Regions from separate parts of the Gossypium hirsutum genome. Here region 1 is linked to region 2. Evidence: chromatin contacts called from public Hi-C data. All regions are on one chromosome and are shown on one strand. The core of a region is the stretch at or near the end of the contact, and the rest is flanking DNA. Distances in the headings are between cores, read along the strand shown.

Region 1 (2,973 bases), core at 309-2,808, 140 kb after region 2:
TCGCCATCAATTTTGTCATGTTATTACGATGAAGACAATATTAAATATACAATCAATACTGTCTATAATAATAAATAAATAATTTTATATATCAATTTAAATTTAATGTAATTTACACATAAAATATTTTAATTATATACATAAAATTTTAATATTTATTTAATTATATTTATTTAAAGAAATAAATATAGTAATTTATTATTGATTGGATCTTAACTTAGTTAATATTGACATTATTGTCAAAATAAAAGAATATAATTTCGAGCGCGTTAAAGTGTATTTATCTTTTTATTTAAATCTCGTGGGGAGGTGATTATCTTAAAGAATTACTTTTTGTTAAATCTATATTTTGTAAAATAAAAAAATAGGTAAATTATACTCAAAGGTCACTAAATTATTAGTAAATTTATATTTTGGTTATTCAATTTCAACAATTTTAACAAGTTTTCATTTAAGTTGTTAGGTTGTAAAATCGCTATATGACATTCTCTATTTACACCAATTACACAAATCAAAAGCTCTTTCATTCCCCTTCTCTTCTACAATTAACTTTTTTTTTTATTAAATAGTTTTGAACGTTACAAATTTGTGAGTTAAAATCCAAATAATTTTCTTCTCTGATCTCTAATACTAACCATTAGGACTACTTAGATTTAGGATATTCTATTCTACGCACCAATGGGTATTGATTCACTGTACTGATAGTCGAATCATCTATTGGAGCTTACTAGATAAATTAAAAAAAAAACTTAACAGCTTAATGACTTAAATGAAATCTTTCGAATAGTTTAATAATTATTTTGTAATTTTTTAAAATTAAATAATTAAAACATAATAATCATCAAAATTCATTAAATTTTTGGAATGAGAAAAGATGTTTTCTAATTTAATTTAAAATTGAAAAACAAAACATACTTCTATTTTAGTGGGTATCAATTCTTCGTCATGAACAATGGAATCACCCTTTCCGTTTCGTGCAATACAAGCTGTAGATGTTGGTACCTCATGCTGCAAAATGTTGTACGCCCAGGGCTTCCAAAAAAGGCAGTTAATTATAGCGGGTATTTATTCCCTTTCTTGAACCCTCCTAAAATTCCCCTCCCAACTGCCTTTGCTTTCCCAATAAGCATCCCTTCAGTAATTTACAACCTATTTTTATTCTCTTAATAATAAATTTAGCATTTTAATTTTTTTTATTAATTTAGTTCTTATTTTTTAAATTAATTTTATATTTTATTTGGTTAAATTTTTTATAATTTTTAAATTATTTATCGATGTAATATATAAAAAAATAATATTATATCAACATAAAATACACGTGAATTATCATATATCTTGTCATACCAACATTGTTAAAAGAATTAAATTTTAATCAATATTTTTGTTAAAAAAATAATTTGACATTTTTAAAAAAATTAATAATCTAATTTAATTAAAAAAATAAGAATCAAATTGACAGAATATATAAATATTATGAACTAAATTTGTCATTATAATTTTTTTAAATATTAATATATAAAATCGAAATAAATAATTTTTTTTCTTTTTCTTTTGACAAAGAGGGTGAAAACACATTTTCAAAGTTAAGGTGATGTGTCAGTTTCTTATTGAAATTACATTTTTTAAAAAATACATATTTTTTCTTCAAATTTAATCATTTGCCTTGCTTGTTCAATAATATAGTGTTTTTTCTGTATATTTAGCTACAAGGGGAGTTTGAAGAAGAGAAAGAACAAAGCAAAAGGAAAAATAGAAGAAGCCTTTGTTTGGGGTTCTTCAACTTAGCTTTCCATATATTCATCCATGGCTTCTAAGCTTCTTTTGATTGCTGTATTTGTTCTTGATCTCATTGCTTTTGGTTTAGCTGTTGCAGCTGAGCAAAGAAGAAGCACTGTAAGTTTGCTAACTTTCCCCTTCACTTTCTTTTATGGATTTGGTTGTTTTGGTTCACAATTAGTTCATACGATTTCTGGGTATACTGAAAGTTTGCAACCTTTTTTTTCCTGGAAATCGAAGGAAAATGAAAGAAAGTGAGTCCTTTTGTTTGAAAAAAAGCGGTAAATCTTGATTTTAGCTTTCTGGGTTTTTTGTTTCATGTAAGAATTTTCTGGGAAAGAAAAGAAACACTGTATTCAAGCTTGATCTTTTGTGTGTCTGTATATATACACATACACATACACATACACATACACATACACATACACATACATATATATGTATTCTCTTTCTGCTAATCAAATAGTAACGGAAATTGATTTCATCATTTTTATAATTCTCAATTGTGTATGAACTTCACCAGATCTCAGCTGAATTTCTATAAAAATAGTAGATCTGAGTTTATGGTTTTTATCCTCTGTCACTAACTTAAAAAAGGTGCCTGGTCCCCTTGGTTAAATTGTGCAACTTTAACTTTAGCCGCACCAAAATGTTAATAATTCAATTTAATCCCTTTGTTAGATTGAAATTTTACATTTTTGCTCCTTTCAAAAAGTTAAAAAATCAATTAAGCCATTTTAATACAGAACTTTTATAAATTCTTTAGCTTTTTGAACCCCAAACTTTTATAAATTTACCCCATCACATTGGCTTTTCACCCCAGGGTCTAATGGAAGAACTAGTCTTTGCTAGATTTAGAAGCCAAACTGTTTCATCTTTTGAAACAATATTTTATGATCTAATCGGTGATGTTGACTAAATTATTGACAACCAAGCTTCAAGATCTTGCTTTTTGTTTATTGTACCCTATATGATAGTTTAATATAAAGTATGATAGCTGATCTTCTAACACCTTCTAGTATTCTAATAAATAATCAAAGGGTAAAAGTCTCATGAAGGTTCTTGTACTATGAGTCAGATTGTATTTTGCCTCTTCTACTTAAAAAATGGGCAAGTTAGTACCTGTACTTTAGATCAAAGAGTAAAATAGTTCTTCTGTTAAAGGTTTCATTCATTTCTACTGTTAAAAACTAGTCT
Region 2 (2,927 bases), core at 74-2,573:
AGAAGAAGAAGAGCCATTGTTACTATGCTCTTTGCTTGAAACACATGATAATGATTTTTGAGCACTTGAATTCTTCTTGTAAATTCTACATAATACCCAATCATCCAACTACAACAAATAAATCAAATTAAATTAAAAAATAATTCTTCAAGCGATTGTATTATTCTGCACACATGATTGATAATGAATATCTTCTAAATTATTATTATTTATTAAAAATTTTAGGAAAACCCAAATTTATATATATATATATATTTTATATATTAAAAAAGAGTTTTTTAAAAAAACGGATGACATAATAATTAAAAAAAAAGGAAAAAATTCTTTGAAAATATTAAAATTTGAAAAATTAATCATATTCCATTTACTATTGTTGATACACTCGATCAACGGTTATGAAATAAGATGGAGTTGAGTGGTTTCATTTTCCAAGAGCAGAAAACCAGAAACAGAGAGGAATAAGAAACCTCTAATCCCGTGCATTAGAATTTTATTATATAGGTTGAGTAATCGAGTTGAATTCTGAATCGAATTCTGAGTCGGGTTGTAATTATTATTATATAATAACTATATATATGCTTGAATGATGTTGGAGGTATACGAGCTAAAAGGTTTAGAAATAATGAAGTAAAATTACCTTGGAGCTACCATTTTTACGGGAAGTTTCCAACAATCTATATTCATGCATAATCCAATTCGTTTTAGTCCCTTTAGGTGCTTTTCCAACGTAAAAAACCAGAGCTTTCTTGATACCAACTTTTCGGCCATCGGTCGTGATAACTTTATCGGTTCCGGTAGCTTTCCAATACCCGGAACCGGCGACTCTATTGGGTCGTGACCCGTTCGGATACTTTCGATCTCTCGGACTAAAAAAATACCATTCTTTTTCACCGAATATAGCTTTACCTATGAAAAATAATAATATACATTGATTAGCCAAAGAAATAACATTTCATAATAAGCCAAACAGGAAAGAAAAGGTAAACCATTTGGTTGAACTTACTTGGTAAAACCCATGGATCAAATTTGTATAAATCAATTTCAGCAATGATTTGTAGAGAAAAATGATGCCCTGCAACTTTCCTGCATAAATATTGTACTAAAAGCTCTTCATCCGTCGGATAAAACCGAAACCCCGGTGGTAAGCTCAATTGAGCCAATGGATCAGTTTCCGGGACTCCCATGCTTCAAAATTTTCTCGACAACCAAACAGAAAATTAAAGAGTAGTTTGTTTTAGCTAGAGAGATAAATAGAATAAGAAAAATTAAAAAAATGTTTTTTTTTTTTTTCTATTTTCTATTAGAGATTGGGGGGTTGGAAAGGTATTTAAATAGAAGAGAAAATGGATAGTTATTAAAAAGTGAGTGTGAGAAAGTACGGACGTCCTTGTCTCGTTGTTTTTTTTTTTCTAAATGCGACCCACTTTTATTTTTATCACCATTGAAAGAATGCCACGTGCCTATCATCAAGCGGCCGACCTTATCCGACCAAGAGGGTGCATGAACCATCACGAAAATTTACAAAAGTGAGTCATCAGTTCTTTAGACACGTGTCCTTTTCCCATTTTATTTTGCTTCACCCCCTAAATTGTCCAGCAACTAAAATTCATGTAATTTATTAGTTTTTTTTATATTCTTCATGTCGGTTTTGTAATTTATGTTTAAGTTTATAATTATTCTTTTTAATAATATTATTTTTAAAGTTTAAATTTAAATTCTTCTATTGAGAGCGTAATGTAACTCACCATCGCATCCAACTATTTATTAATATAAATTAAAAATATTTGATACATACCTTAAAATTGCTTAAAATTCATAAACTCAAAGAAATTTAAAAAAATGATTACTTTTTTTATGTTATATATCTATATTATTATTTTAACTTTTTTATTGAATTTGTGACACTTCTAATTGGATTACTAACTTAATTATAAAAATATAGAAATATGTTTTCTTTTAAATTATAAATAATTTTATTATAATGATATTTTTGTCTTTTCATAATTTTATATTATTTTTAAATAAAAATTAAAAATCTAAAAATCGAACACGTGTTCAATTGCATTAAAATATAAGTTTATTATCACTCTATTTATATTCATTATTGAAAAAAAATTAAAAGAAATTTTTTTCACCCTAGGTGTAACAAAATCTAGTTTATATAATACTTTTTTTTTAATTTTTATATGTTAAAATGTATTCAAAATACTCTTTTATATTTATTTAAAGAGTTTTGTTAAGTTGATGTAACGAATTAACTCAATATTGATTCAGTTAGAAAATTACTTAAAAAACTCTCTTTTAATAAAGGATTGTTTTCATATTTTTAAAATATTTATATAAAATATTTAAATAAAACAATTAAAATGTAATATCTAAAAATCAAACCAAACCTAAAATATATTTAAATGTCACTTTATTATTTCACTTATAACTTAATTATTAATATTTTTTTTCTTTCAATTAAATTATGAATGTGATAAAATCTAATGTATATATTTAAAAAGTAATAATTTGAAGGTGTTGTATAAATCTAAACCAAACTTTGTATCAATAAGACCTTAAGCCATGCAAATAATTCATCATTACATTATTAACCATTTCACATAATATATAACTAATATATTATTTATTAAGCCTCTCACTTAATCGATGTTATTCTCAATCGAGTCATCAATTTAGTCAGAAAATTATGAAATTGACCTTTCGTAATTATAAAAAATTATATTATTTGAAGATTTTTTAGTCTTTTTATTTTAATAAAAATTAATTAAAATATACATATGGTGAGATTTGAATTTGCACTAATTAAATTAAAAATAAATAAATTCACCACTCAACCAAAGCTTAATTTTAATGTATTTTTAAACATTTTTGTTTTGATATACATAAATTATTATTTCCATTAGTTGTATATAGTAATGTTC

The links. A called contact is a pair of places that touch in the nucleus more often than the background predicts.
Region 1: a Hi-C map of leaf shows a contact between it and region 2, with 2.1 times the contacts expected there. The contact joins the promoter of LOC107948640 here to the promoter of LOC107943253 in region 2. A contact is called at or near these places in 2 of 34 Hi-C or Micro-C datasets (leaf and petal).

Annotation. Positions count from the first base shown.
Region 1 is chrA04:5,801,599-5,804,571 of Gossypium_hirsutum_v2.1, forward strand. It overlaps LOC107948640, which reads left to right and starts at 1,559. Exons shown (of 3, transcript XM_016883262.2): 1 at 1,559-1,893. The coding sequence starts at 1,804.
Region 2 is chrA04:5,662,724-5,665,650 of Gossypium_hirsutum_v2.1, forward strand. It overlaps LOC107943253 (NAC domain-containing protein JA2L), which reads right to left and starts at 1,324. Exons shown (of 3, transcript XM_016877000.2): 1 at 1,004-1,324; 2 at 638-906; 3 at 1-108. The coding sequence starts at 1,184.